2 separate regions of the Columba livia genome follow, and region 2 is linked to region 1. Evidence: chromatin contacts called from public Hi-C data. All regions are on one chromosome and are shown on one strand. Each heading gives the region's core, a stretch centred on a gene start, on an enhancer-like site or on the middle of the called end of the contact. The rest is flanking DNA. Distances are from core to core; before and after follow the strand shown.

The links. A called contact is a pair of places that touch in the nucleus more often than the background predicts.
Region 2: a Hi-C map of liver shows a contact between it and region 1, with 1.6 times the contacts expected there. The contact joins two enhancer-like sites. A contact is called at or near these places in 2 of 2 Hi-C or Micro-C datasets (crop and liver).

The regions. Positions count from the first base shown.
Region 1 is chr15:17,450,814-17,454,404 of bColLiv1.pat.W.v2, reverse strand. All of the region lies in intron 9 of CYTH3 (cytohesin 3), which reads left to right. Among named protein-coding and RNA genes, the nearest start is that of USP42, 26 kb to the right of the region's middle. Within about 2 kb of position 1,899, at least 1 of the 3 cell types and tissues checked has an H3K27ac peak away from gene starts, as active enhancers do.
Region 2 is chr15:17,496,398-17,499,828 of bColLiv1.pat.W.v2, reverse strand. No RefSeq gene overlaps it. Among named protein-coding and RNA genes, the nearest start is that of CYTH3, 4.6 kb to the right of the region's middle. Within about 2 kb of position 1,903, at least 1 of the 3 cell types and tissues checked has an H3K27ac peak away from gene starts, as active enhancers do.

The sequences.
Region 1 (3,591 bases), core at 650-3,149:
GTTTATTACTTGTGGCTCTCTTCCGAGTACTCCAGCTGTGCTGATTATCCTCTGGGCAGGACGTGGGTATCGTGAAACTTTTGTGTATGGCAAAACTCACCTGTCCTAGAGACCACTCCAGCTCTGCAGCCCGGCGCTGGCTTTGGAACCTCGGAGCGAGTTTGCTGCTCTGAATTGTTCAGAGGTGCCTTTGTGCAAGCCTGAGAGCCAAGCCTGGCGGCCAGACAGCAGTTCTGGTTTTATCTCTCCAGACTCAGCTGCTGCCTTTATATAGACACCTTTTATCTCGGTAAACCTAAATTATCATTCCGTTCTACATTGTTCGACGCATGGTGTAATGAAAACGAGTGCTACAAGTGAAAAACTGGAAGCTGCTGAGTGCTGGCGAATCCTCACTTAGAGCAGCTGGAGACATTATGAGCTTTTAGATTTTTCTGTGTCATCATGATCAGTGGTGTTAGTGCCATGAAATTTTCTGCTATCTGCTTTATTTTCAAGTTATTTTCTGTGTCCTCTGTCCTAATATCCAGGTTACAATCATTTTGCACAAGGAGGTGTTTCCTTGCCTAAAACAGCTTCTCTTGGCAAATAGCTTGGTTTGTGTAATATTTTCTCCTGGCTAGAGGGGAAGCTGTGCCATTACTCCCCCAGACCGGAGCGGGGATGGTTCAAGGCAGACCGTGGCGGTGCTGACGCGCTCCGCCGGTCACCGAGCCCCGCGCGCTCCTTGCGGCGCGTCGGCCCGTGAGATGGGCTTTCGGCGCCGGGCCCGCGGCGAGGGAGCAGCCGTGGTGACCGAGGGGCTGGTGCTGCCTGCTGCCCGCCCGGCTCTCCCGGTGCTCTTCTGTCACTTAATGTCGCGGCCACGGGAACCTTCTTTTTTGAGAAAACCTCAAACTTCAATCCGATCATCTGTATAATTGTACGGTTGCTGAGTCCGTTCCACCTAGTGGTATCTAAATTAACTGAGAGGAAAAAGACATTCTTGAAGTGTGCATCTCTCTTTCCATCTCAGACTTTATAGAAATGCGCTGAAGATTTGGGTAGAATTTGCTAACTTCAGGTACATTGCTGCCTTTAGTCCTAACACTGCCTTCAATTCCGAAATCGGTGGTTTTGAAGTCATTGCCCCTTGTTTTTCCATTTGGTGTAGGTGGTTTCTTTTACCTTGTTCTCTAGTTTGTACTTTGCCCAGAGTTGCAAAAAAATAATCGTATGTTGGCTTACATAGGTGAGGTGTTTCTGTTCCTCCTTCTGCACATTCTGCCTTGTTGTGGCCTTTTCTTGTGGTTTCCTTAGATTTCTACCTACAAGATATCACGCTGCTTTATTTTGTTGTTTGAGATGCCTTTGATCAGCTCATTCTTTGAGAAGCACACACTGCCATCTCTCCACTTCTGTAAGCGTTTATGGATTCATACTCTGATTTTCTTGAGCCTCTTCTGCTAACTTAATTCCCTCCAGTTTTAATCTTTAAAGGGCTGGGGGCTGGAGGAAGGTACGAACTGCGGTACTGAAGCCCTTCGTTGTTTTGTGAGCCTGCAGCGGTCTCGGCCGAGGAAAAGAATGTTTGCTTATCACGAGTTCTTACCCGTTAACCTTGCACGCAGCGTGTACGGGTCACAGAGCCTTATCAGCCAGCTTCTTGGGTTTTAGCCCATTGTAAAGGCGTATTAAATGCATGTTTTATGGTGACCCCTGCAAACTTGATGAGTACAGATTAGATTGCCTTTCAAGCTTTAATAGTGTTTCTGTGCTGTTGACAGCCACAATGAAGTAACGGGAGGCGGGAAGACAGAGACTTCTATGTGAGAACAGTTCCTTATTCTGAAAAAAAGCCCTGCCGTGCTGCTATTTTTGGAAGAGAAGAGCGACTCCTGGCTCGGTGGGGCAGGGGCCCGGGGTCCATTTCCGTGACTCCCGTGGGCGCTGGAGCTGCTCTGGGGCGAAGGGAGCAGCAGGAGGGATGTTGCTGGAGATATTTAATGTTCTGGCTTCAACATCAATACTGTCCTGGGGCTGGGAAATGTTTAATGACAAAAGCTTCATCAGAACTGATTACAAAAGTTTTCAGGTTTGAGAAGTCTGGCCTTTCCAAAGAGAGGGGATGTTGTCAGGCAAACTCAAATGTCACTTGCTGCTTGGCGCTTCGTATTGTTCTGGGAGGTGTGTTGTAAGTCTGGTGTTTCTGCCTTAAATTATAATTAAGCCTTCTTTTAAAAATATGGTTATTACCTGGTTATTTTTTATTACTTGTGTTTTGACACGATGCCACCGTTTGAGAGACACCCTTGCTCGGTTTGAGCTGCCTCTGGTACAACCTGTGTGCCTGTTGGTTTCACCCTCTCCCCTGCTGAGTTGTGTTTCTGCTAGAACTGGGTGAACGGGACGTGTGATGCCAGCTGATGTTATTGCCAGCCCGAAAAACACGGTGGCCTTTTTGTGCCATAAAAATGTTAAATCATGTTAACCTGTTAACTTTAGAGAGCACAGTGTGACTTAAAATCATGGCAACGAGCATGGGGTGTATGAAAACACGTCATGTAATGGGGGTAGCGCGGACTGTCCCGGCAGCCGGCTTGACTGGGCGGCTGCTGATTCAGCGATCTGGAAGTGGGTCAAGCTAAAGTTCCTCAGCTTTCCATTCCAAGCCCGAATACTTCCTGATGCTTCAACCAGCTCTCAGGCCAGGTGATGGGAATTTTTCTAGTGACTTACGTGCCAGTTTGACTGTTTCTGGAATGCTTTATTTAAGGATCTGTCACAGTGGTTGTATTAAGGTGCCACCAGTTCTTCCCTCACCGTCTCCACTCAGCCATTCATTCTGTCACAGCTTCTGCATCTTGCACTATTTTGCCTTCCCCTACCTCACCGCACCTGCTTGCAGATTGAATTTTTCTTAAGATGTCTGTGTGTGCAGTGGAAACATGAAGTTTACTGAGTGTGTTGAGCACTGCAGAGTTCGCACCGGTGACCGTGTAGGTCTGGAACCAGGCAGGAGGAGGACACGGCGTGCAACGTGCTCGGTCTGCAATGCAAACACGCAGTGGGCTACTATCAAGAAATTCCATTATATTCCTAGAGTGGTTCTTTAAGTTAATATGATTTGGATTTCTGTATTAAACAAGAAACCCAGCTATCTCAAGTAGAACGAAAAGATTAAAAAAATATGCTTCTGCCTTGGATTTAGTTATATGACTTGGATCAAATTGGGGGTCTCGTGTGTATCAATAGTACTCTTTTATGCACGGGTGTTCAGTAACAAGATCAACTACTGAGAAGCTGGGTTAATGAGATTAAATCACTGCTGAATGGATGATGCACAGGTGGTGACATACTCCTGAAGCCAGATAACTATGGTGGAACCAAGCCTGTATATTAATAACATGCGAATGCTTTATCTACACTTGTCATTCCTGGAAATGAGCTTTTAAAATCATGTACGTGTGGAATGCCAGGCGTGTTGTGGAGCAGCCACCGGCTTAACGGACCGAGACAACAATGTGTGCTTCTAAGAGGAGCTGTTCCCTATGGTGGGACATTAGCAGGAATGAGAAAGAGGAGCTCTGTGGTTGCTCTTGTCTAAACTGA
Region 2 (3,431 bases), core at 654-3,153, 45 kb before region 1:
GGAAAAAAGGCAAAGTTACATTTCAGCAAACTGGAAAAACCTTTCGGGACTCACAAGAAAGAGAAGCTGTTCCTGACGTCACTGCCCAACTTAGCCGTGAACTCAGCACGAATTCCTCTTTCCCACAAAAAACTGCTACTAGGGATGTGAGCTGCAAATCGTCATGTACTAATCTTTTTATGAAGACATTTTTGTTGTTGTTCTGTAGACCTATTGTTCTTTTACAACTATATTAATAGACTAAAAATATCAATGGCAGTTCTATCAGACTTAAATTACAATTTTATTTCTTAAGAATGATTATTTTACACTGCTGATTGAGATCACAGAAATGCTTTTCTGACCACAGAGGTACAAGGTAGCAAATTCATCCTCCGTGCAACTCCCCTGAGGTAAACGGAGTTACATAAGGAATTAATTGGATCCGTCTCCTCCATTTCCTCGGAAAAATTCTTTATTTCAGTGCTTGCCAAGTTTTAACTTCGACTCTCCCTTGCCTAACAGCTTCTTGTACTTAGAGACAGTTTATCTTTCTTTAAGACTATAAAGAGAAATACAGCAGGAGAAAGACAATTAAGGTGAAAATCTGCTTTTTCAATTGAAAGTACACTTCTTATGGTAAGAAAATGCCCAAACCTTTTTGTTTGGGTATAGACGTGCATGGGATTATTCTCAATTATATCCATGAGGATTAGAAAAGAATAAAGTAGTATGTATAGTCATGAGAGAGAAAGGATTTAAGCGATGTTTTTCTGCCTCAGAGCCCGTGTGTTTTTTCCAGTTACGGCAGCTGGAATAAACAGGGACCTTTCGTGGTCAGAGACAGTAAGAATTTTAAATATTGCACGTTGCCTTTTAACAAAGAATCAGCTTCCCTTTGCACGTGGACTCAACAGGGGCTATGTATTAAAAAATAACCTACAAGGGAAGCTGAAGGCATATTCTCACCAGTATACAACGGCCATTTCATGACACAATTAATTTAGTTTTTGGATGGTGACGTGGCACAAAATTCTTTGTACAAATTCAACCCATGAGTACAAAGTTATTTAAAAAACCCCAACCTTACAAAGCAAACCCCTCACAAAACAAGGAGTAGAGAGTGGTTTTACTCCTGATGATTTTATTTTAGAGTAAGTATCATCTTCCTGCTGCCGTTATAAAGCCAAGATAAAGCTTGGTCTCAATACCATAACTCATAGCTGGCTAATCTTGACAGGAATGCAATTACATGCTCATATTTGACCTTTATCAATGTATTACCATTAGGTGATCTAGTATGGCACAGATCAGACATTAACAACTATCTAAGTCTGACTACGGGAAGTTTGAGAAGGGCTGAGCACGAGAGATCAGAAAGTGAAATTGATGGAGGGTCTGTGGTTCAGATAAGGTTTGAATGATGCAGCAACATTGCCCCACTGACAAAATAACTATCCAGCAGCTTGCCTTCCTTCTTTCCACATCATCTGTGCCAAAGTCTACCAATGCTGCAGCTGTGCCAATGGAACAGTTCGTGGGACCAATGCGTGAACTTAATCAATGGAATATTTTGGATAAAAATCATTATTTGAGATAGAATGTTTAAAATGTGGATTGAGTGATCTGATTTACAGCATGGCTTCACAAACGGCTGCACGAACAGCTGAGAGGGCACTAAAAGTCAGAATCATTAGCTGTCAGTTCCTGCTTCTGCCTAAATTTATGGCTCCATATTTATTAAACCCAGATTTGTGCACTGCTGACTAGCCAGCAGCAGGGTTTGAGCCAGCTCATGTGGAGATACGCAATTGCATTTCAGACGCTCGCTGGTCAATCAGCAAGAGCACCTGGTCTAACCCTTCTAACACTGTATGTCACGAGCGAGTCCAGCTTGTGGCTCCCTGTGCCCCGCTCACGGTGGGACGCCAGCCCCGTCACGCTGCGGAGTTCGTTAAGAAGGCTGCTCCAGGCGGGGGGGAGGAACCGTGGGGGCCTCCCCTGTTACCAGCACTGCTGCAACAAATCCCCCCGCTGCCGCCGCAGGCACACAGCTAGAGCAGGACTCGCGTACGGTTTGCAGCCAGCTACGGTTCCCAGCCTGGGGTCAATTAGCAATTTCAGATTCCCAGGCCTTGGCGAGACCAAAGAGTGGTGTGTGCTAACACATCTCGCCATCCCCAGCTGGAGTGAGCCAGCAGAGGTGAATTCGCAGACTGCAGCTGCTTCTCAGGGTGGGAAACTGGCCAAAATCAGTGCATGCTCCTTTGGAGGACTACTTTACATCAAGCTCTTTCATTTTCCTGAGATAGAAGAACCCTCTCAAGCTTCATGCAAAATTCCACTCACAATCTGTTTCAGTCCACGTCCTTTGAATCCAAGTCCTCTTTTTTTTGCTATTTTAGGCACGACTTCCATGCTAGAAAGCATCCTGCTTCTGCCTAGTACTATGCATAACTAATACAGGTAGAACAAGTTCTAACGCAAAGCGTATTTCAGATCATAAGCATTACAGAGTTGGTGGGCCTCCAAAATTTTTAATGCATTTGGTTTTCTTCATTGGGACATTCTGGAGCTCTTTACTCAATGACTCACCACTGGCCCTATCAGTGTCACACAATGGAAACAAGCGCTGACTTCCAGAACCAGTAATATTTCATGCTAGATTAAGCTCATTTAGAAGTCTTAAAAAACCAAACCAAACCAAATCAAAACCAAAAAACCACAACCTCAAATATATCAAGAATTGGAATTTGAAACAAGCTGCAAATAAATTCAGGACACGATTCAAAAGTTCAAGTGGAGAAAAACCCACGCAAAATTCTTAGAAGAATGGCATCTTTTCAGAATTTCCATTAACAAATAAAGAGCAGCAAAAAGGGAATCCACTCTTGCTGAGGAAAGGATGTGATAACCAACAGGGCTTTCCTACTCCTGAATTCCTTGATTATTAAAAAGAAGGGGGCGGGGAGGAGTAAAGAGTAATTTTCATTTTCTTTCACTACTACTTGGAATCTGGTTCAAATTGAAATTCACAGAAATGGCAAAATATTTAACGAGCCTTTTAAACCACAAAAATATGATGCAAGAGATTCAGTTGTCTTCACTGACTCTCTGTGTAGGGAGAAATGTCATAATAGATCACTTCTAACCCCTTAAAATGAAAAATGACAGGACAAATTACTACTTAGTGGAAATTGAATCAAAACAGATACTACTCTATCCAAAGAGGGGAAAAAAATAAAAAGACAAAGTGTATTACCTGAAAATTCAGCAAATAACTACATTTATCATTAAGGAATCAATCCCGCCAACAGCAGTTTTTGGAGAAAGCCCAATTTTCCCCTAAAAATAATTTCAACAGACCCGCTATTAGCCTATTATTTACATGAACGACTGACTACGAAGTTCTTCCAGCACAGAAGGTTAGACATGTGGATATAAATCTGGCA